Linked DNA regions of Zea mays: region 2 is linked to region 1. A link is a contact called in public Hi-C data. All regions are on one chromosome and are shown on one strand. Each heading gives the region's core, a stretch centred on a gene start, on an enhancer-like site or on the middle of the called end of the contact. The rest is flanking DNA. Distances are from core to core; before and after follow the strand shown.

Region 1 (4,619 bases), core at 527-3,026:
GCATTTACAATGGCCTGGATAGTTCGATCTCGCCTAGCCTCATTCTGAGAACCAAAGGGAAGAACTTCCATGGCTCGAGATTGCATGTAGGAAGCAGCAGATGCAGCAATTCGATAAGCTGCCAATGGATTTATCCCTTGGCCACTTTGGTTCTCCTGCATTCTCTCATGTTCAGAGGTAGCGCCATATGTTGACTCTTGTTCATCAGAATGTCTGGATGACGTGCTTATGTTTGCATTCTTCCTGCCATTGAGATTTTGGTCCTCCTGGTTACAAGGGTTTGGAAGTTTGGCCCTCTCTTCAACTGATGATGTCACAAACGTCATGTTGTACTTGTGGAGATACCTTGGCTGAGACGTTGAAGAAGTAACAAATAAACAAATGAGAACCAGGACACGGGGATATCTATCTATATGATGCAAACTAGACAACTAGTAACAAATTAAACATGTCCTGAGTACGAGTATATATTAAAATGAAGTCCAAATTTCAAATTGATATTAGAAGAAATAGCTTCGAATTGTGACCGCAAACAGGAGATTAGCTGACAATAGCAGAAAACAGAGGCCCGAACTTTGCCGATCAAAGGGAATCGTAGAGAAGTCAAAATAACTAGCATTTTCACAAGCCGCAGGCACGTGCTTTAGCTGAGCGCAGAATGTAAGAATCAACAGAGATGCTCAACATTCCGTTAAACAAGACATCAATGATCTTCATATTTTTGTATTTCAGGCGGAACAAGAAAGCTGAACCTGATTTATTTATTTCTTCTATTAAAGGACAATATAATGCTAAACAAAAGTCAGATGAGATGTCAAAAGATTTAAAATTTTCACGATTTGTCATTAAGCCTTAATCTAGATGGCAGAAATGCAACTTTAGTAAATATTTGATGAAAAAGGATCAAAACAATCAACCCCATTTTAGAGAAATCAACTACGAAGTCATTATTTTATATATGAATCAGAAGGAGACTTCTCCCCGCATGATCATGATTAACAGAAATGACTACGCAATCGAACGGAAGGAAAGGTCCTTATCGAGTTGTGGTTACCTTGATCCGGGGAACCATGTAGGCGAGGTTGCAGAGGCCGGACATCTCGGAGAACAACTTGGCCTCCGCGAGCGACACCTTCCGCAGCAACCTCGAGAAGGCGGCCCGATCGAGCTCCTCACCGTCAGCCACCGAGCAGCCTTCCTCGCTGTCCGGTCCGACGCCGCCCCTCTCCACGCACCGCTGGCTACTCCCGTCTCCCTCGCCGGAACCAGGCACCGAGCCGCCGTCGTCGACGCCGCAGCGGCCATCGTCGCGCGACGGCGACGGCGGCGGCGATGACTGCACGCGCAGTATCTGCAGCACCCAGTTGCCTCCCCTGCCGTCCTCCGCCTCCACCGCCCGCCTGCGACGGCGTTCCCTCGCCTCCTCGACGCCCGCCGCCTCAGCCGCGGCTCCCAGGGCATTCTCTCCCGCGCGGCGCGGCCACAGGCCCAGCATCCCGGAGTGGAACCCGGGGCCTGGGGCGGCGGCGGCGGCGGCGGCGTGCGGCGAGGGAGCAGTCGCGGGGGATACCGGCGTGGCGAAGGTTGGCAGCGGCGGCCTGACTCCGGGCACGAATCTCAGGACGTCCATGGGTCTGGGTGGCGTCCGCGTCCCACCGTCCGTATTATTTGGGCGGTGAGATCAAAACCAAACGGGAAGGGAAATGGGAGGGAGGGAGGGAGCCAGGGAGGTAAAAGAAAGGGATGGAATTTGCGAGTCTCCTCTCGTCTCGTCTCGGTGGCGCAAAGGATCCGAGTTGAAGGGAAGGAGAGAAATATAGGAAACGTGGCGCGGAGGGGGTGCGAATTTACGGGGAGTACTATGAGTCTATATGGAATAGGATTGACTGCGCACGTGGATTACTCATAGTGATTGCGTGTGGTCACTGGTGGTTACGTGGCCCTTCTAACGAGAATTTTCGTGTTGTTTCTCTCTTTCTGAAAAGTCAAAGGCTAAGGACGACAACTATGGGTCGCGTACTGTATCCGACCGGTATTTACGGGTGTGCTATGGCTATTGAATTCTACCGGCACGGCATGCATAGGTTATAGGTAGGTCTTTTTTTTAGTTCCGTTAGTTGTGCATAAATATTAATGATTAGCATATAACACATGCTACGGGTGTGGTAGGTTTCGGTTCTTCAAGCACTAGATACACCTAAAAAACATTCATATAACGTAATATATATTTTATTCATTAAAACCTCTCATTTATATAGGTTATATGGGTAGAACCGTATCTAAATTTAGATAACCGTGTTAGAAAAGTTCCTTCACCAAGATACCATTTCTTGTGTTTTTTGTACTTGCCTCCTTGATATCAGTGATTTTAAGTCGTCCGACTAATTACGATTAGTCAGTCGTATCGATTTTTTTGGCACGATATGTAGCCTGACACGACTTGGACGACTTAATATCGAGTCAGACGATTAGACGATTAATCGTAGTTTTGAGTCGTGGACGACTTAAATAAAAGACTTGTTTTTCATAATTTCAACTCATCTATTAGACAAGTAAGTCATGTGGAAACCATAACATGGGGGGCGAAGGGCTTATGAGCATCATTTTAAGTAAGTCACTTTCTTATGTGTTTTAAACTGTACTTGATAAGCAAATCACTTTCTTTCATTATAAGCAAGTTTTTTGGCAAACAATATATTTTTACATAAAAAAACAAGGTGAGTCGTCATGTATCGTTTTATTGGGGTCTAGACGACTTAGACGGATGATTTACCATTGATTAGTCGTTCGATAAGTCGACTGAGTCGACTTATTGGTACTCTGGCGACTCAAAGCAACTCAATGACTTAAAACATTGCTTGATATCCCTTATGATACAGGGCATTTATGTGAGGCTGCACATGCCCTAACGCTCCGATCTCAGAGAGGCAAGGAAAGGGATTGACGGTGGCGATGCGAGGGTAGTGGTTGACAGCGACAGCGGCGACGCGAGGGAGGAGAAGGGGCGGCGGGACGCGAAGGGAGGGGGGGTGGGGGCGGCAGAGTCAAAGGGGAGAGAGATGAAGGATGATCTAAATAATATAATACATTAAATCTTAGTGACTAAGGGAGGAGGTTATTCAGCGATCTGAACCGTTTGTTTTGATGATATGTTAAATATGAGAGCAATTTGTTTACCGTCTGTTTGGTTGCTGAACGGTGATAGCATGCCCTGTACGTGAGGAGCCAGACATCTTGAGCACAGGCTCTATCCATACATAGTCTTTTGTTTTATTGTTTGTATTAGTACATTCAAGATAAATACATCTCATGTTTGGTAATCTGCATCAGAACATGTATAAAAGAAGAGTGCATAAATAATTTTTCAAATATTATACAACACGTATAGTCTAGTTTTGTTCGTAAATTTTGAGAAACATGAATATAAAATTGATTTGATGATTAAATGTTTTAATTAGAAAATATAATAAAAAACAACCTTAAAAACTTTCTCGTTTTGCGTGCAAATACATGTAGTTGCATGGGCAGCGCCGGCTTGCGTGGAGATGCCCATCTGCTGCGTATGCTGGGAGCCTGGCTGGCTGTGCTCCTCGTTTTGTATCTATTCAGCCTATTTAAACTGGTGAATTAGTTGGATGTGTTTTACAAGTTTAAACTGGTGCTGTTATAAAGTGGTATATATTTGAAATCGAGAGAGTATTAAACTTTCACGCTACTACGTTCATCACATCGCGACATGATTGCAGCACAACCTACTTCACTGCTCTCGTAACTCTGTAGCAGTAAAGCTGCGTTCTTTTAGCAAATGTTAGCGCATCTCTGGTACGGCTACAACGTGTTCGACCAGCGAGAGATTGTAAAAAATGGGTATTTTCAGTGAGCTCGATCCAACGCGCAATTTGGTCATTCTGTAATGCACAAGTTGTTTGATAAAATTCAGGCGCAGATGGAAGCATGGATCTTCGAACTGTTGAAGTCAGTTTTACAAATAATCGACATCAAAGGCTACTTCACAGGCTGTAATGCGTGGATCAGCTAGAAATTTTAAAGGTTGTGTAGAGGCTCTAAGCGCACCAGACATGTTTATTTCAAAGAAGAAACCGATAGAGATGGCAAGCTGAAAAAGTATGGGTTACTTCTGCATGGGGCTACTGAAACTATTCAGTAATCAGGGAATCAGATATGAATCGTGGTCTGGCTGCCACGATTTCTCGGTTGCAGCTTCCTGTGCGTTGGATGATCCAAATAAGTTGGGCTGTTGTATTTGAGTGAGTAAGAGAAATTTATACTAATCTCGTTCCTTGGTTTCAAAGGTGAGAAGGTTTGATGTATTTGCTTGGGTGGCTGTTGTAAAGTTTGAACTGATGCTTTATATAGAGGTATAGATGTAATTATATTTTTAAAGATTAAAGTATCCTGATTACCTTAATCTGGAGAAAAATGATAAAGGTGGATTGAAAAGAAAACGTGAAGTAAACATTTTGAAAAAGAAAGCCAAACATGCTATGACCAACATATTATGTATATGATCATGTAAATCACTATTTTGCATGACAGACTGTACTGTTTATATAGTGGAGTTTAGAAGATGGTGGGAGTTTAGAAGATGGTGATGAGTA
Region 2 (4,619 bases), core at 804-3,303, 140 kb after region 1:
TGACTCCTCCTTGCTTCGTCTCCCTGTGTCGCTATGACGAAGTTAGCTTCGTCGCCCCTCCAATGTCCTATATCGAACGTGTTCTGGTACCGAAGCTCATGCAATACTTGGTAACCAATGGTTAAACATGTTTTTGAGGACCTTCAAAAGGCGAAGGCCCCCAACAATGCTCACGAAACATGACCATGAACTTGCCATCCAGTTGTTTAAAAATTGTATAAAACACAAACAAAGTCTGAAAATCATGAAACTTGTCCACATGTCATGATATCATATGTAGAGGTTGTGATAAAAAATTAAAAATGTTTAGTGAAAGTTATCACACACTATGTGTGGAAACCTAAGTGTCCTACATATGAAATTATAGAACTTCAATGTAGACCGGCTAGGTTTCTCCACACACTGCATGATAACTTTCACGAAACAGTTTCAACTTTTTATCATAGCCTCTACATATGATATCATGACATGTGGACAAGTTTCAAGATTTTCTGACTTTATATTTTATATAATCTTTAAACAACTGGATGGCAAGTTCAGGGTTATGTAGTGTGTAACTTATGCTAAATAACATGGATATCATTTTTACATTCACAGTTTTCCATGTTTCGAGTCACTTGCAGTTCAAATCTGAATTATTCGAGGAAATTCAATTAAACGAATAAAATCCAATAGTTATAGCAAACACTTTTATAATTGTGCCAAAATGGAACATTTAATTTTACATAGTGTAGGAACAAACCACAAAAAGTTTGGTTAGTAAAAGAAAAAAATTAAAATATACTTTGCCGAGTGTCCAAAGTTGGCACTCGGCAAAGAATAGTTTGTCGAGTGTCGGTCTTGGGACACTCGACAAAGTAGTTTCTTTGCCGAGTGTCTAAGGATGGCGCTCGGCAAAGTTAACAGCCGTCAGCTATAGACCACTGCTGACGGCCCTTTGCCGAGCGCCGGCGTTCACCGAGAGTTTGACACTCGGCGAAGAGGTCTTTGCCGAGAGTCTGTCTATACCTGCGATACTCGGCAAAGATTACTTTGTCGAGTGCCCAACAAAAAACACTCGGCAAATACGCATGCACTCGACAAAGAGTCGGATTCCGATAGTGTGGGCTGTATCTGGAGGAAGTCTCCAAAGACATTGAGGAGGTGGCGAGCAAGAAAAGGCGTCGTGTGAAGGGTGTGCTGGCGGACAAGGGGACCTCGAAAGGAAGGGGTGTCTCCGAGGTCGAATAAAAATAAGAAAACTTGAACAACTTTTGCTAACCCGATGGGGTCGTGAGGGACAAAGGGTTCGGTGCAACAATAGCAACAGCTGGTTTCTGCGAAGACTTGGCTGCAACGTTCTCGAAGCCGGGGGAAGTCATGGCTGCGTCGACCTTGAAGTAGGAATCGACGCGAATGCTGAAAGTTACCCGGGGTAAGTTGCCTAGAGGTGTACCGTACCTATTCCTCGGGCCTCTAGCGAGGACTTTATTATGTCTAGGCTAGTGCAGTCCTTGAAAGTGTTTCCTTATGGGCATAACATTGATACTATTGTATCAGCTAAAATGGAGAGCGCCTTGAAGGGGTCAAAGAAGAGGGAACATGTGCGCCTGGTTGAACCTTAGAAGGAATGACATGCCAAGCTAGGGTCTTTGATAGCCCCCATGAAGTGCACCTAGTCACTTTAGCTAGCATGGTTTTGGCCCTCGCGGTAGGGGGCACTCCTTCCATGCCTATTGCAACATTGGCAAAGACATCTTCCCCAGTTGTGGTGGTTGCATCCACTATGAAAGCTACACATTGCCTTTGCTCCGAACGAATGTGTCTCGCTAACACAGAGTTGAAAGAGCTGCGAAGGGAATATGATGAGGCGGAGGCCTCCCTTCACAGCAGTGTGCGGGCGGTGCACATTCAGCTGCATGACACACATCGTAAGTTTGGGGCTTAGGTATTTACATTTATTTTACGATGTTGGTGAGAACCCGAGCGAGGGCTCGATTCTTCCATCGGCTGTAGCCTGTAGGATGAAATCGAAAATCTTAGCCTCGTTGTTGAAGGCCTCATGTCGTACTCAGCCCAAGTGACACACGAACGGACCACCAATGCTTTTGCGCGCAAGGCCTGCCATCATTTCAATCATTTCGGGTTCCCGGCTTTGAAATGTACAAGGTCGAAGATGTTGATATGCAAAGGCCTGCTGGCGTGCTGTTTGACATGATGTGGGAGCCGCATGGCATTGGAATTGTACGTGAACGCGCGAGCCAGGATGTGGAGAAGGTGATTGCTGCTATTTTTCCCCTGCTTTCGTACTTTCCTTATTTTTGTCCGACACAGATGTTACTCGCGGAGATCAGAGTAGTGGAGCTAACGCGACGAAGGCTACTAACATTGAAAGTAGTCAGGTTGTTTATGTTTTTAGTGTGACGACTTGTGTAAAAACAAAGCATTTTTTCTTGACCAATGCAATGATTGGTGTTTGTGCAGGTTCTGTTGCTAGGGCCTATGCAGCACATTTTGCTGGTTATTGATGGTACGATGGAGACAGAAGTTGATGCAATTTTTGTTTCTCCGAACCGTCGTAGTCCATCAGTGGAATCTATTGAAATTTATATGTTGTTTGGGTTAGAGGAGTCCTTAAATATCAAGGACAAATTAGTGTGTTTTGCGCTTCTTGATGAAGTGTCATCGGCTCCTCTTGCAATAGAAAAAGGGGAGCCCTTGCTGGCTAATCGTTCCGACTTCGGTAGCGGGGTGCCCGCTTTGGGAGAAAATATTGAAGGGCAAGTGCCTTCGCCCAGCTTCAGGGAATATCATCGCGCTGACTTCGTCAGCCATGACAGAAGCCGGGACTTCGAAGTATGCAAAAACTTGGTGGTTTTTTGTCGGTGGTTCTTGTCTTCGCTAGGATGAAACTAGGTGTTTATTTAGGGGTGAAGAGCTTGAGCTGCTGCTTTTTGATTACAGGTAGCTGGGTCTTGTTCCCCTGCCTTTGCCCCCCTTGCCGATTAGGGGCCGATGTGAGGGCGCGTTTGGCCTTTGGCGTTGTTAGATTTTTTTGTGCATGTTGCATTTTTGGGTTACTTTTTATACCCTTTTAACTGTCTTTTGCGCTGATTTAGAGTCGGCTAGGCTGCACCCATCTTCGCACAATTGGTTGTGCCTTTCTATCACTTCTTGCCACATATTCTTGCGCGTTTTTAGACGACTTCGCACCCTTAGGTGACTTTGATAGAATTTTGTTTGAATCTGCGTGTGACCATCGATGACTTCACACCCTTAGGTGACTTCGCTAAGATGTTATCTGAATCCGGCCGCATCCTTCGATTACTTCGCATCCTTGGATAACTTTGGCAGAATTTTATCTAAATCCGGTTCTGTCCTTAGACAACTTCGCGCCCTTAGGTGACTTCACACTTATTTAGTGCTAATCCGGTTGTACCCTTAGATGACTTTTGCGTAGATTTATGGTTGTCGCACATGATAGTTAGGCTTTTTGTATACTGTCATGGTGACTTGCGGTTGTTGAATGTTAGGACTCGAGTACGAGTCTTTTCGATAGGTGAGAGTTCACAGGGTGAATCTATCCTTTTATTACAAGGCTCTGCTTCATCAAAAATCTTAGCCCCTTTGTGAGGAAAAGATTACGGGCCTAGGTTCACATGCTCTTAAATGGAAAAAGTAAAATTACTAGGGCATTTTTCTGTAGCCCCTCTGGAAGTGAGTCTCATATGTAGAACTTGTGTAGGTTGTCTACATTCTAGCTATGTTCCAAATCTATCCCTGACTGGTTGGCTAATTTGTAGAAGTTTGGAGAGGTCTTCTTGGAGATAATGTAGGGGCCTTCCCACTTTGGCTCAAGCTTGCCTTTTTACTAGGTTCGTGGGGTGTGAATGAGGACTAGGTCGCCTACATCGAACTTCTTGGTCTTGACTAGTTTGTCTCGCCATGCCTTCGTTTGCTCTTGTTACTTATTGATGGTGCTGAGGGCTTCAACCCTACATTGTTTGAGTAGGTATTTTGTTATTGATTCATCAACCTTCAGGATGGAGTTGCTCTCTTTTCAAGGGAAACTGAATTTGAGTTCTTGCAGGGTCATGGCTTCGGCCCAAACATTAGTTTGAACGGAGCAAATCCTGTTGGCCTGGTCTCTGTCGTGTTTAGTGAGCATAGGACTTCTGGCAGTTGCTCTGCCCATTTTCCTTTTTTTGTCTTTGAGTAGTCGTTTCTTTGGCAGACATGAAGAATTTGCAGTTGGCTCTCTCTACTGCTCCATTTGATTGGGGACGATATATATAGAGGTGATGTTGATTTTGTTCTCAATAGAAGAGCAAAAATCTCAAAAACATTGGTTGTCAAAATGCTTCCCGTTGTCAACCGGGACTTCGGAGGGCACTCTGAACCAGCAGACAATGTTTTGCTAAAAGAATTTCTACGCTGTTCTAGAGGTGATGATGGAGACTACCTTGCCTCGATCCATTTTGTGAAGTATTCGACCACATCGAAGGTGTTGGGGGCCTTCGGCTTCCGAAGGTCCTCAAAAACATGATTTGACAATGGTTTCCAAGTGAAATATGTGAACAGGTATCTTCGGAAACGGGTTGTGGGTATACAAGAGTATGGTCAGGACGAAGCTTGAGTGG

The links. A called contact is a pair of places that touch in the nucleus more often than the background predicts.
Region 2: a Hi-C map of tassel shows a contact between it and region 1, with 2.6 times the contacts expected there. The contact joins the enhancer-like site here to the promoter of LOC100281800 in region 1. A contact is called at or near these places in 3 of 25 Hi-C or Micro-C datasets (ear, leaf and tassel).

Annotation. Positions count from the first base shown.
Region 1 is chr8:128,950,084-128,954,702 of Zm-B73-REFERENCE-NAM-5.0, forward strand. It overlaps LOC100281800 (triacylglycerol lipase), which reads right to left and starts at 1,777. Exons shown (of 5, transcript NM_001154720.3): 1 at 1,055-1,777; 2 at 1-350. The coding sequence starts at 1,630.
Region 2 is chr8:129,087,503-129,092,121 of Zm-B73-REFERENCE-NAM-5.0, forward strand. No RefSeq gene overlaps it. Among protein-coding and RNA genes, the nearest start is that of LOC100216893, 13 kb to the right of the region's middle. Within about 2 kb of position 2,054, at least 9 of the 20 cell types and tissues checked have an H3K27ac peak or open chromatin away from gene starts, as enhancers often do. A contact at or near this core is called in ear and tassel, where this site is marked.